Regions from separate parts of the Aphis gossypii genome. Here region 1 is linked to region 2. The links are chromatin contacts, called in public Hi-C maps. All regions are on one chromosome and are shown on one strand. The core of a region is the stretch at or near the end of the contact, and the rest is flanking DNA. Distances in the headings are between cores, read along the strand shown.

The links. A called contact is a pair of places that touch in the nucleus more often than the background predicts.
Region 1: a Hi-C map of whole body shows a contact between it and region 2, with 2.3 times the contacts expected there. The contact joins the promoter of LOC114120765 here to the promoter of LOC114120755 in region 2. A contact is called at or near these places in 2 of 2 Hi-C or Micro-C datasets (both in whole body).

The regions. Positions count from the first base shown.
Region 1 is chr1:1,580,792-1,584,207 of ASM2018417v2, reverse strand. LOC114120765 (sodium leak channel NALCN) reads right to left here and starts at 2,156. Exons shown (of 28, transcript XM_027982786.2): 1 at 1,861-2,156; 2 at 1,590-1,775; 3 at 1,304-1,527; 4 at 1,089-1,217; 5 at 874-1,019; 6 at 566-813; 7 at 204-425; 8 at 1-146. The coding sequence starts at 1,962. LOC114120766 (terminal nucleotidyltransferase 5C) reads left to right here and starts at 2,560. Exons shown (of 2, transcript XM_027982787.2): 1 at 2,560-3,084. The coding sequence starts at 2,947.
Region 2 is chr1:1,425,878-1,429,356 of ASM2018417v2, reverse strand. It overlaps LOC114120755 (integrator complex subunit 2), which reads left to right and starts at 1,820. Exons shown (of 17, transcript XM_050198859.1): 1 at 1,820-1,957; 2 at 2,171-2,456; 3 at 2,526-2,664; 4 at 2,736-2,985; 5 at 3,042-3,172. The coding sequence starts at 2,173.

The DNA.
Region 1 (3,416 bases), core at 907-3,406, 150 kb before region 2:
AAATAGAATTGTGGAAAAATATGTAATGTAGTTCCAACAGCTAACATAAGTTCAAACTTATGATATGAATGTTTAAAATATTCTTTAAATCCAAGTAAAACCATTTTAAACAATGTTTCAAAGTTAAATATTATTGTATATACAACCTGGAAAAATGTAGAGAAGTAAATATTTAACTTCCAAAAAATATTAAAAATGATTACTTCAATATAATAGTATTGCTGATAGAATTCTTCTCTTTGCCGTCCATCATGCTTAAAATTCATTGTAGCCATCGCAATTCCATTACTAAGTATAATGCACATAACAAGTAATCGAAACCATGCAGAATTAAGAATTTTATGTCCTAATGGTGACGCTAAAGTTCGATGTTTATTCTGTTCAGGAGTAACTAATCTCCAACCATTTTCATCACTAATTAAAATCTAAAAAAATTTTTGTACATAAAAACAATTAATTTAATAAACTTTTAAATTGCAATAATAATAATTAATAATAATAATAATAATAATAATAATAACAATTAAAATGTAAAACTAATAAAAAATGTATAATATAATCTTACTTCAGTAGAAGTTTTGTTTCCAACATGTCTTCTACTTCCCCACAGTTGTTGAAATTGCACACGCATTTCATTAAATGTCTCTGTAATTACTGCGATAAACACATTCTTAACTAACCATGCTAAGAAGAATATTAATGTAGAAAAGTAAAAAATTGCTCTCCAGGCTGGAAGACTATCAAACGTTCGGAACATTATGTATACCCAACCCTCTTGTGATGCAGCTTGATATACAGTGAAAATACTTGTTGCTAGAAAATATAAATACTCAAGTCTAGACATTAAAAGTATATAATAACGTAATAATTTACCAAATTCATCGAATCCACTGAAGCCAGTTATGTACCTTGATAATTCTAATTTCATACATTTCATACCTTCCGGACACTGATATCCAGCACCTGGTTCCTTAGAACAGAATGAGTCTGGTATGGCTAAATTATTAAGTGTTACACTCCTGTTAAGCATTTTATGAAATATTATAAAATATATAATGCTGAAATAAATACATTTAAAAATAAATTACGTTGGATCTGTTGTATTAAGAACACAATGATTTTTCATTTCACCAAAAAGTTGAACACCAAGTACACCATATAAAGACATAAAAAACAGGAAGAACAGTGTTACATTGTAGATTTGTTGACTTGATCGCCTAAAAGAATTAAATATAATTAAATATAAAATAATTCAAGTATTAAAAAAAAAAATATATATATATATATATTTAAAGTTAAGTACTTGAAAATTTGATTTATCCTAGATTTTGGCATTGAGAATTTTAGGAAGACACGTATAAATCGGATCATTATAAAAGGCCTTGGTGCTCTTAATATTGATAAGTAACTAAATTCGGGTAAAAATTCCACAATTTCAAAAATCTGTAAAATTACAGACACCCAAAGAAAAAATGCCATCGTACCATCAAATTGACACCAGTGGTCTTTCATATACGGTGATTCTCCCTGGACAAAAACAATAATAATGAAATTGAAATTACATAAGATGTCAAGAAAATCACTTATACCTTTAATATCCCACGAATGTGCATCTTTGCTATCATTTCAGCAGTATATAAACCGGTGACGGCAAAATCGCAGATAAACGTTGCATACTGTAGAAATGGAAAAGCCTTAAAAGTTTTTGGAGTATTGAGACTGACGCATAGTAAACTCAGTAGCGCGCAAAAACGCATCAACCGTCGGACCCAAAGCTGTAGAGAACAAACGTATTGGATTAATGAAGAAAAAATTATCCATGTTTCCATTTTCGTTCGGGCAAACGGTTAACGTATTTACCTTGTTAACCCAATCGATTTCAGCATTCTCATTTAGAGATTCATCCTGAACATAGTCCGGAGCCATTATATCCGCCCGGATGCTTTGCTTACGACCCAACATGCCTCCAATCGCCTCACATTTTCGATTTTGTTTCGAACCTAAGCCTCAAAAGTATAAGCTCAGCCTTCGGACTACGGAAAGTCATTTACAGCTAAGGACGGCAGAGTGGAAATTATATATATATATATATATATATTTTCTATGGTGAAAATTCACTTTTTTTATTTCGTTATTCCTTATCGTCCACTCGAATATCGGATTGATTATTTTATTTTTTTTTATAATAACAGGGGACTTTTGATAACAATTATCAGACTTCGTTCAAAGCGCGGGATCATGGACGAAAAAATAATGAATAAAAAAAAATATTTTTAAAGTAAATTTTTGTTAAACAACCTAATGGTGCATATTTTTACTACATTGCCGTATATTTGAACTTATTTTGTAGTATAGATGGTGATTGATTTATGTAATTATTTTCAAATATCACGTCATGTACATGATTATATTGTATATATATAGACAATCGGTACCGAGTAGTGAATTCCCTTATCTATCATATCATAAACGCACGACCTCCGTTTGAAAACCGGCAACATCGCATAGTCCTCCACCACCACAACACGACGACGTTACTACGTTAGGTCGACCACAAGCTGCGCCAATCGAAGCCATCGCCGCCGGTGAACAGCGCGGTGCTAGTAATCCGGACGTTTTTTTCAAATGAAAAAAATCGACATACAAGATAAAAGTTTACCGATTGACGAGTGACGATCGTAACACTCGGACTGTTTTACTTCACTGCTATTATAATTTTCGTCTTTATCGCCACAAACCCGCGTCTGTCTCAAAAATTATTATTAATGTTTTAATTACCTAGTTAACTTTTTTTTTTGTCGTTTTATTTTTTCCAAACTATTCGACGAAACTTTTATAAATTTAAATAATTTGATAATTAATCAAACCACTTAACTATATTGTTGGCCGTCTTTAGTTTTTTTCTTCTCAAACCAACTTGTATCTTTTCCATCAGAATATAACATTATGTGGAACGACGGTTACCATCATCTCAGTTGTAACAGAAACGGTATCTGTTCATTTTACAGAAGGAGGCATGTCTACCAAGACTTTCAGTCGAAAATGAAATCTGTCGAACAGGGAACGTCGTTACCTATAATGCAGGTCAGTGTAATGTGTGACAATAATAATAGTATAATTATTAATTACTAAGCAGTAATCAGTAAAATATATGTGACTGGCCGGCGGGTGGAATATTGTTGTCGCGAAATGTTATTAACATATTTGTATAAATATCGGTCGTACACCATCGGCATGACCAAGTTTGGTTCGGTCCGGGGGCAGACCACCGCGGACCGGTTACGGTGACCGGGTCGTGTGGCAATTTACTTGGTGGGAGGTTAGTAGGAGTAGGCGTTTGTATCGTTTGTGAACAGTTTTCGCTTTCTTTCTCCTTTTTTTAGCTTACAAGTTCTATTTGTGGTCCGGTGAGTCCG
Region 2 (3,479 bases), core at 571-3,070:
ATTGAAATGGAATTTTTCTATTTTGCCATTTAATATAAGTTTCCTGATAGTTGATAGATACTATATTAAAAAAATATAGAGTATAGATTTCACGGGTCGTCGATGTAGACGACTGACTCCGAGCTGGGTTGGCTTGCGATTTGTTAACGTGGTAACCGTATTTTATTATTAGATATAAGCCAACATGTATAAATGTATTATTATTATTTATTGTGCTGAGGCTATTTATTTTTTACGTTTAAGTAAAAAATATTAAATACGTCACTGTAGTGACCTCTAGGTGTCCCAAAGCCACTTAACGTCAAAGTGAAAACTACTTTATAAGTGTTGAGCCGTATGGAGGAGTATAAAGAATAGAGTAGAACGCAGTTGTTGAGTATAAGTTTATTTGCTTATTGAAATAATAATAATATAATAATTGATACTTGATAAATTTGTGGATAGAGTTTTATAAATTCTACCCTAGAAGTTAGTTAGAGAAGAGGCGATGTTAGGGTGCAGTCCAACAACTCAATTAATTCCAGTGGTTTGGTGCAGACTAATTCTAATTTGACAGCATCTATCCCGTCTAGGGTCCCGTATTTATACGAAATCTGGGATGAAAAATGAACGATAGAGGTCGGCGCATTCGAGTTGGGTCCCGAATCTAGGGGCTAAATCGCAGGTAGTGTACTAGTTGGGTCCCAGATTTTTATAAGTACTACACTATTGTCTACACTAGTTGGGTCCTGAATTATTTTAGGTATTACACTATAGTTCCTCAAGTTCCTGAATATTTTTTGGTAAGTCCTACACTATACTTAAATCTTTTTTTTCATTTTAACAGACTTAGGACTATCTATGAATTATGATCTATTTAGACCAAAAGACAACATTTTTTTTTTTAATTGTATAATTTATACAATAGTATTGGAAAGTTAGTATAGTATAATGAAAATATTATATTAGTTAAAAATATTATACAATAATATTAATACAATTTTATTAAATTGAAAAGTAAATGAGATTTAATAAAAAAAAATAATATTTAAAAAAAAATCACTTTTGTATAGGTAAAAATTTATAAGACATTAATTTTACAAAATTGAATCGATTTATTATTCCTGAAATTTTATTAGTCATATTGTTAGTTATACATTTTTCTTTTAGTAAAATCCACGAGAGGAAACCACTTACGTCTTTCTTTATTACGAATATCCCAATAGTAAATAGTAATATCATTGATTATAAATAGTATACTATTACTATTTATAATCAATGGTAATAACTAATATTATATAAATATAGGTACTTTTCATTTACTTTTCAATTTAATAAAATTGCATTAATATTATTGTATCATATTTTTAATTATTATAATATTTTTATTACACTATACTAATTTTCCAATTCTATTTTATAAAAATATTAAATAAATAATAAAATTTTTAGAAAATGTGGACCTGTGGTCTAAATATATCATAGACAGTTCTAAATCTGTTAAAGAGGGAAAGAAAATGTTAGTAAAGTGTAGTATTTACCAATAAATATTCAAGAACTAGTGTTATACCTTAAATAATTCAGGACCCAACTAGTGTAGTAATTTTAAATCCGAGGCCCAACTCGGATGCAGTCCCGTGTGGATCACTATGCATATACATAGGAGTGTTAAACTTGAGATACGCATGTGATTTATTATTGTTATTTATTTTTATAACCATAAGATTTGAATTCAAAAGACGTGAACCATGTACGTCATATGATGTACGTTATCATTCAAGTTTGTGACGTCATACTAAACACTTCTTTTGTCATGCACACATGCTACCATTTACGTATAAAAAACGTGATAACTATGATTACATATCAACAAATATTTTAAATCAAATAAAAAGATTAACAAATCATAAACAATAATAGTTCAAACAAACGGAAGATGGAACACATTTTATTTAAAACTTAGAAATATTCGTCTTAGGTACTTTTTTACTACTGTATTGTTATTTTTATTTTAAGCTTTAGATAAATAAGTGAATCACTAATTTCCAAGAGATGAAAGTCGCAATTTTTTCGGAAGATATTTTCCTCTGTGAAATGGTCGATACACGACCACATTGATAAAAAAAATTGAAGTCTTGAAAAATTCAAAATTATTCGATTTATTTTATTATGTGTTATTAACTCTTAACAGTCATGACGGTGAATTTAAATGTGTCACATAAAGTGTTCCAAGCATTGCTTAACGTTGATATACAAGAACTGTGCAAGTTGTCGGCAAAAGACATTCGTCCAGTATTACCATGTCTGGTTCGAATGAGCTTAATATCATCAGCGGACAACATGGCAGATTATGCCGATGGCAAAAAGGACATACTTACACTGTTGTCAGGAATAGAACTCGTCAATTCCATTGTTGCACTGTTGTCGATTGATTTTCATTCATTAGAAATAGATGTTAAAAAAGAACAGATATTAAGGTAAAGTTAAATTGACTTTTCATATTAAACACAATTTTGTTTGATGTATTATTGTACATATTTTTTTAGACAAAAATTGGGTAGTACTCAAGCTGACAGCGTTCTTATTCATTCTCTACAAAATCCATTGTCTCTGGAATTTGAGAGAAGTGACTCTACTCGGCGATTGAGACTTGTTTTGAGTGAAATCCTTTATATTTCTTCACAGGTATAACAATTAAAATAATAAATAATTGTTAAAAAAGTTACTAATGTATTTTACTTCCATCACTTATTAAGATTCAAGAACACCGCGAAAAACAACATACTGTTCAAACTTCAATAAATTCAGAATTTTATATCAAGCAGTCAGATTTATTTGATTATCCAGTTTACATACCAGAAGTTTGTGATGTATTAAATATTGCTCTTTCTGAATTACCAGCTATACTTACAGTTCAAGACATTGCAGAAGTGTTGCTTCATGTTAAACATGGTCCAATTTTCATTTGCTGGATTGTTGCTAATTTTCCTGATTGTTTTTATGACGGTAAATTTAAAATTCATCTATTTAAAAATAATATCTTAATACTATAAAACTTTTAGTTTGTACAAGCTTAATACAAAACTCAGAAAGATATGAAGAAGAAAATGGAGGTAGTCGCATTCGAATGGAAGTCTTAACTCAGTTGAGTGCAATGTATCCACCTGCTGCACTTGTGATTCGTGCTAAATGTGTAAGCTCATTTTCTTAAATAATAGTCAAATGCTTCCGAGCTTCTGTTATCTTTTAATATGTATTTTTATGTTAGCATAACTACTTTGATAGTTTAATTTCTTTGTAAATCCCTAACAGAAATAGCCAACTTTAATAGACTTTAGATTAACCTCTTACCTCTTAAGTTTTTTAAGTTAATAATAAACATAAGGACAACATAAGCGGGTATAATATTCTCTAAATATTTTCGCAGATGTCATTAACAATTTAACAATTTACACAAATTTGATGTTACATATTAGGCAGTGCACCACTGCTGTTTGTTC